Linked DNA regions of Mus musculus: region 2 is linked to region 1. The links are chromatin contacts, called in public HiChIP or PLAC-seq maps. All regions are on one chromosome and are shown on one strand. The core of a region is the stretch at or near the end of the contact, and the rest is flanking DNA. Distances in the headings are between cores, read along the strand shown.

Region 1 (3,519 bases), core at 505-3,004:
CCCTCAGTGCTGAGGCTAATTGCCTGGGCTTCCGCTCTGGCTTGGCTGTGCCTCTGGTTGCCAGGTGGCAACAAGCCCCACACTCCTCCTGGGAGTGGGTTGGGCTCTCCAGATGAGTTGTTTGTAGTCGAGGGGACTCCTGTCAGAGAGCTTCTGACGCTTGGGCCATACCTTGACGTCGGGGGCAACCCCATCGCTCACGAAGGCAGAAATGCCAAACCAGGGCTGCACAGCTCAGCAGAGCTAAGGCTGTGCCCACTCCCACGGCTGCATAGACCAGGGTAACAGGCTTAGGCGGCATGATAAACTTGCGACAGGGCCCAAAGGAAGGGCCAGTCCAGTTCTCAGGACCCTCGACTTCTGCCCCAGGAACATTGCTCTCACCTGCGTCATTAGCAGCCACCACGCAAAGGACATAAGCAACCCCAGGCTTTAGTCCCTTCAGCTCTGCTCTTCGAACTGTAGCATTGAGAGGGGCACTCTTCTGTGGAGCCCCGTTGCTTTCCCAAAGCAGAAGCCAGTAGTGGCTGACTGGAGAGAAGGGAGCACACCAGTGAACCACTGCGTAGCCTTCTTCAGCCATTATTTGCACTTCTCCCAGGCGAGGAGGCTCTGGCTGTTGATCTTCCCTGGAGAGCCCTGGGCACAGGCAGGCTACTGGCCCAACCTTCTGCAGCTCCTGGCAGGACACCTGCAGGTGGCGGCAACGGTCATAGTCGCAACGGACAGCTAAGGAAGGTGTAGCTACTGTCACATCATCCTCTTCCCCTTCCTGGTAGTCTTCCAGGGTCAAGATCTGAGGTTGGGAAACCAAGGAGGTGGTCATGGCTGCCAGCCACAGAAGGGAAAGAGAGCCCAACATGGAGTCTGGAAGAGAAAGAGTGAATGGGTAAATGCTGTCAGCCCTGTCTTCCAGGGCTATGTGAAGTATGTGAAAAGTACACTATGTGAAAAGTACAACATAGAATCAAGACCGAAAGAGGTGGGCTGAGACATACAGTCATTGTCAACTGGCTTTTCAGAAGCCAGTGTTCTGGATTTTTGGCTGGTCTAAGGCTGCCCTTCAACTCTGTCTACACCTCCAAATCATTAGAATTATTAACATCACAAATGACTGCTTTGTTTGGGATAAAAATAATGAAATACGGCCCCACAGGAGAGAGAGATGTTTGGGAAGCACCGTGCAAAGTGCTAGAAGCAGGCATCTAATGGATAAACAAAAGTGCTGGGGAAAGAGGTAGAGGAAAGGATTTATTCAGTTTGGGGAAGAAAGGTGGACTGAGTCCACAGCCATCCTGAGAAATAACCAATCTAGAGCAATGCTTAGTAAGATTTACAAAAATCCAGAGAGAAGGCAGGAGATGAAGGAAGAAAGGGCGGCGGTGGGCACTGGAGTCCTCCCTCCCTACCTGCATTTGTACAAATCCCGCTCAGGCAATTCAGACTTCTCTCTGTGCACCCTCTTCCCGGGACCCACAGTAGCCCCTCACCAGTGGGTAGGCCTCGTCACAGTGAGGGTTTGCCCCCAGATATCCGTGGCTATCAGGCGGAGAGGCCACTGTCAGGTTGTATCTTCAATTCTATTTTGGTTGAGAACTTTTATACTCCTCAACTCTGATGTCATCACCTAGCCCCTGTGTGCCAAGAAGAGGGCTGGTTCCCTCAGAGGGACTGAGTCACGGGGCCAGGGAGAGGGGAAGCCACATGCAGCGGTTTCAGCTGGAGGCCAGGATGCCTGGGTTCTGACAGAGGAATGAAATGTGGAAAGCAGCCAGGAACTGAGAATCCAAAGGCTGCAGTCATGTGAAAGGATGGGGAGAGGAGTATTATCGGAGGAGGGAGGGAGGGAGGGCACCTGGCTGGTATCAGACAGGAAAACATCTGTGGATGGCTTGGGGCCTAAATTACAAAAAGCTGTTTTGGTAAAAATCCTTCCGCGTTCATGGCAGTCATTTCCTGTCTTCTGCCTCCCAATGGACAGAAAAGGGAGGGGTGTAAAGTCCAGAGTGATGCTCTCCGGGCACGCCCTCCTCTGACCCCCTCCCCTGAGGGAGATGAGAATCACATGCTAGAGCAGGATGCCTCTTACTGGCCAGGACAGGGTTTCTTCCCCAGGTTATGGACGGAAAGAGCTACATTGAGTGTGGTGGTGCATGCCTGAATTTCTTAGCACTAGGGAGGCTGAGGACGATCACTAGGAAACAGCCTGCGTAACATAGTGAGACCCTACCTCAGAAAATAAGCCAAAGCCATAACGCTTGTAATTCAGTACTTGGGATCTGTGGCAGAAGAGTTGCTAAAGGTTTGAGGCCAGCCTCTAAGAATGTTTAAAACTTAATAATAAAAAAGGAAGAAAACAGCCTGGCGTGATGGCTCATGCCTTTAATCCCAGTACTCGGGAGGCAGAGGCAGGCGGATTTCTGAGTTCGAGGCCAGCCTGGTCTACAAAGTGAGTTTCAGGACAGCCAAGGCTACACAGAGAAACCCTATCTTCAAAACAAAACAAAACAAAACAAAAGCAGTACAGGGCTAGAGAGATGGCTTAGTAGTTAAGAGTATTGGCCAGGGGGCTGGTGAGATGGCTCAGTGGGTAAGAGCACCCGACTGCTCTTCCGAAGGTCCAGAGTTCGAATCCCAGCAACCACATGGTGGCTCACAGCCATCCGTAACAAGATCTGACTCCCTCTTCTGGTGTGTCTGAAGACAGCTACAGTGTACTTACATATAATAATAAAATTTAAAAAAAATGGCCCCGTGGGCTTATATATTTAAAAAAAAAAAAAAAAAGAGTATTGGCCAGTCTTCCAATTTCAAATCTTAGCACTAGATGGTGGCTGTGTGGGCTGGTCTTATGTCAAGTTGACACACAAACTAGTCATCTAAAAGGGAGAAATCTTGAGACAAGCTCCACAACATCTGGCTGTAAGGTATTTTCTTAACTAGAGATTGGTGGTGGAGGGCCCAGCCCATCATGGATGGGGGCATCCCTGGGCTGGTCATCTTTGGTTCTATAAGAAAGCAGGCTGAGCAAGCTAAGTGGAACAGCACCCCTCCATGGGCTCTGCATCAGCTCCTGCCCCCAGGTTGCTGACCTAATTTCCTTTGATGAACAGCAATATGGAAGTGTAAGCCAAATAAACCCTTTTCTCCCCAACTTGCTTTTTGGTTGTGGTGTTTTATCACAGCAATAGAACCCTAAGACAGTGGCTTATTCACAGCCATGTATCTGCAGTTCTGGGAGATTAAATGCCCCCTTCCAGCCTCCAGTGGTACCCAAACTCACATGCACAGAATAAAAAATAAAACACTTAAAATGGGAACACACTGGGGGGCTAAAGAGATGTCTGAGTAGTTAAGAGTGCTTGCTGGCTGTTCTCAGAGAGTACAGTTCAGATCCCAGCACTCATGTGGGGAGGCTCACAGACACCTGTAACTCCAGCTCCAGGGGATCTGACATCCTCTTCTACCTCTCTCTTAGCAACCCACATGTCCATACATCCAGAGAAGCAGCACACATAC
Region 2 (3,749 bases), core at 726-3,225, 150 kb before region 1:
TCTTTCTTTGCGAATCTTGGTCACACAACCTAGGAAAAATTTCACCATGATATTCACCCCCATCCTCTCAAAACTCAGTGAGCTACCACCCAAATGACAGATGAATACTGAACCCCAGGGCAGGCCAAAACTCTGGTCCCCACTACACTTAGTAACTACATGACTCTGAAGCCCATTGCTACAGAAAATGAGGTTAAAGGAAAGTGGAATAGGTTTCTAACATCTGCGTCCTCCCAGCTATCGGACTCCTGCCAAGGACACTTAACCTCTCTGAACCTATGTTTCTTTGTCTGTGAACATGGAAATAGTAAGAGTTCCATGCAGACTGATGAAATATAAGACAGCAGCAGCTCCACGAAGGCTCCACAAAACGCTCATGTTCATCAGTCTCTAGAATAACTGGTCCTACAGTCACAAGCAGAGGCTGAGACTCTGAAAAGCCCATTTGCCTGGAGTGCACATAAAGAGGGTGATGACACATATATTTCTACGGGTCTTTCCGCTATGCCAACTTCAGTCTATACCTCTTCACTCATGTGAGACTGTTCTCTAAGCATGGATGGTGGCATCCACCCCAGTGACAGTGACTCAGCTTACTATCTGTAGCCAGGCCCCCAGGACCAAAAGGACCCCTTACCCGCTGGAAGTTCCATAGCCATGCTCCTGGTAGTGGCCTAGACAAAGACAATCCCATCCCCACTAGGTTCCCAAAGCCAAAAGCCTTGCTTGGGCCCCTAGTTAGTCAAGGCAATATGGATGCCCACAGTGGACCCTAAGATAGACACTATAGGTGAAGGTGTTCCTCCTTGCCATAGGATGAGCTATCGGCTGCAGAGGTGCCCTGGGAAAGCACCCAGCAGAATGGTGAATATGGCAATGAGCTACAGCCACCCACACAAAATACCACTGGCAGTCGTCTAAAAGCATACCTGTGAAATTGTGTGAAGGACTCTATAAATTGTGGTGAGCCTCGCCCAAAGCCCCACCCTGAAACTGTTTACATCCAGAAATTAGTCAACCAATCATAAATACATGTATCCCGATCACCTCCTGCATGTCCGAGTCTATACTAGATGCTGCAAAGGAAATCAGCCCAGCCCAGCACTTAATTGTACACTGCATGAGGTCGTTACCTCCCAACACTCATGCATCCTCTAGACCTTTATTAAACGCACTCCCTATGCCAGATATGGAAATTTAAAACACTTGAGTCCCATCTCCATACAAATGATAAACAAGGGACTCTGGGTGTGGCTAACTGGGCTCCACAATGTTCCAGAAGTCTTAAGAGGCATCTCGGGGAATGAAATATAAATGAGGCTTCCAAGGTGCTGGAGCGAACCTCCAGGATGGAACAGTAGCCTTTAGAAACCCATGGCACTCAGCAGGTCCAGTCTCAGGCAGAAACCAACAAAAGATAAACACACACAAACCAAAACCAAAACAAACAAACAAACAAACATCCAACAACCTAGATCACCACACCTGTTCTCAAACTTGACAAACTCATAAACACAGTGTTTATCATGGGCCTACTTAACAACACAGGTGCTGGCTAGAGAGTAAGAGAAAACAAGAGAGAAGCCTGCTGGTGCAGGTTTGAGCTAGGGAAACACCCCCTCCCTTCCCAGCAGGCAAAAGAGGCTACTTTAAGAGTAAAGCCACACTGACTCTTTGCAACTTGAAACTGGCACTGGCTTGTCTGCCCTACCCTGGACCAACACTGAGAAGCCAGACTAGAAGTCAGAATCCCAGCAGAAACAGGAAAGTAAAAGTCTCAAGCTCAAACACCTAAGAACTGAAGCCACCCACCCTTCAAGTTTCCTAGTCCCCGCCTTCCTCCTTGTGCAGGGCCCCTTGCTCTGCCAAACATCCTGGTGCTGAGCCAGCAGAGGAGAAAGAGAGCCAGCTCACTCTCACCCACATGGTGGCCCCACCCTGCCTCCTTCCACAGTGAGTCACTGCAGTCTGCAGCAACAGCTCCAGACATGCATAGGGTCACGCCTAGAGCCTAGTCAATGCAATACCTCCTAGGCCAGGCACCCAAGTACACTTCCCACAGTTTTCCTTCTCCCGATTGAGCCCTGGAACAAGGGTCCTTAGATGCCGAAAGCACTGAGGACCAACCTGGACTTGCTGTATGTGTCACTCAGTAGGTTAATGAGCGAAGTTGAAAGAGGTTGAAAAGCTCTCAACCACAGCAAAAAGGAACCACCGGACTCATGCCACAGGTTGGCCCTACCCAAGTGGGTCTGCCAAGCACCTGTCTACTGTGCCACTGGCCAAGAAGGACTCCCTTCTCAACATGCATGGTCCTGAAAGCCATGGTGACGCATACGAGAGATGGGAGGCCATGGTGGCAACAAACTTTGTTTTCTGCATCTGGGCAGCAGCTCTTGGTCTGTCCTCCACTAATGGAGCCTGTAGCCAGCCCAGATGTTCCTCCCTCTCCTCCCATAAAGGTTAAGTCGGGCCTCCAGGTAAATCAAAAAGATCTTTGAAGGTTGGGAGAATTCTTCACAATTCAGTCACTCATCACAAGCCTTTGGGGCTTGAAAAGAGTCAAATGTGAGCTGCTACCATGGTAGCCACATGTAGCTGTTTAAATTTAAATGGATTAGCCTAGCATGGTAGTACACACCTATAATCTCATCACTCAAGAGGGAAAGCCAGGAGATCAAGAGTTTAAGGGTGGCCTGAACTACAGCACAAGTTCAGTGCCAGCCTGGGCTACATGAGCGCCTGTCTCCAAAAGCCAAAACTAAAATCATTTTAGGCAAGTAATTAAATTACCATGGTTACACACACACACTACATGGGGAAAAGAAGATGAGAAATAACTCAGTGGTAAAGAATGCTTGCTGCTCTTCCCCAGAACCTGAGTTCAGCGCCCAGCAGCCAAGTCAGTTGACTCACAACCACCTACAACTCCAGCTCCAGGGAATCCCACGCCCTCTAGCTTCCATGTATCCCTCTACATATGTGGCGCACACTCACAGGCTTACACGTATATACATAAATTACCATGTAAACTCATTTTAACTGTGTGTGTTTGTATATATGTGCATATGTGTACGTGACTGCAAGTTCCCCTGAGGCCAGGAATGTTGAGTTCCCTTGGCGCTGGAATTAGAGGTGGTTGTTAGAGGCTCAACATGGGTCCCAAACTTGGGTCCTCTAAAAGAATAGTACTCACTCTTAACCACCAAGCCATCTCTCTAGCCCTGTGGGGTCTTTTGTTTTGGTCTTTAGCTTTTTGAGACAGGGACTCATATTGTCCAAGCTGACCTCAGCTTTGTAGCTGAGAACTTCTTGATCCTCATGCCTCCAACCTTCCCAGTTCTGAGGTTACAAAGGTATTCTGCTATGCCTGGCTCAAAGTTAAAAATGTAATACCATTACAGTCACATTACAGGTGCCTAACAGTCACTGCCATATTTAGACAGCAAGGGTATGCAAAATCTCCCCTCCAGTAGCATCCTAGAGGACAGCATGGCCGCTGCTCACATACAGGGAAAGGAAGATACACAGAGGCTAGAATAGGAAGGGTTAGACCTAGAGAATTCAGGTCTGCTAGCTCCAGTCCTATGACCCAATAGAGATGAACATGTTATCCTTTGTGATGAGAAGAGGCAGGATTGCCGTGGAGAACCCCTAAGGCAGAGGGTTGCTTGGGGAACACAGGACTGAGGTAGTGAGAATGCTCTAAGTAAAAAACCAGAAAGGACTCAGAGATAGAGCATGATTCT

The links. HiChIP or PLAC-seq counts read pairs in DNA pulled down with a chosen protein or histone mark.
Region 2: an H3K4me3 HiChIP or PLAC-seq map of bone marrow-derived macrophages shows a contact between it and region 1, with 2.5 times the contacts expected there. The contact joins the enhancer-like site here to the promoter of Lrrn4cl in region 1. A contact is called at or near these places in 14 of 39 promoter capture datasets (the 3T3-L1 cell line, the C10 cell line, the SN4741 cell line and 9 more), 3 of 15 datasets of contacts at CTCF or cohesin (the NIH/3T3 cell line, embryonic stem cells and large pre-B cells), 7 of 484 Hi-C or Micro-C datasets (the G1E-ER4 cell line, the N1E-115 cell line, embryonic stem cells and 1 more), 17 of 115 datasets of contacts at active chromatin or transcription factors (the NIH/3T3 cell line, T-cell acute lymphoblastic leukemia, bone marrow-derived dendritic cells and 7 more) and 4 of 9 other capture datasets (adipose tissue, liver, macrophages and 1 more).

The regions. Positions count from the first base shown.
Region 1 is chr19:8,849,003-8,852,521 of GRCm38.p6, reverse strand. It overlaps Lrrn4cl (LRRN4 C-terminal like), which reads right to left and starts at 1,754. Exons shown (of 2, transcript NM_001013019.3): 1 at 1,410-1,754; 2 at 1-867. The coding sequence starts at 862. The coding sequence ends at 143.
Region 2 is chr19:8,995,942-8,999,690 of GRCm38.p6, reverse strand. Ahnak (AHNAK nucleoprotein (desmoyokin)) reads right to left here. Exons shown (of 5, transcript NM_009643.2): 2 at 1-29. Among named protein-coding and RNA genes, the nearest start is that of Ahnak, 8.5 kb to the right of the region's middle. Within about 2 kb of position 1,975, at least 163 of the 459 cell types and tissues checked have an H3K27ac peak or open chromatin away from gene starts, as enhancers often do. A contact at or near this core is called in the G1E-ER4 cell line, the N1E-115 cell line, the NIH/3T3 cell line and 8 more, where this site is marked.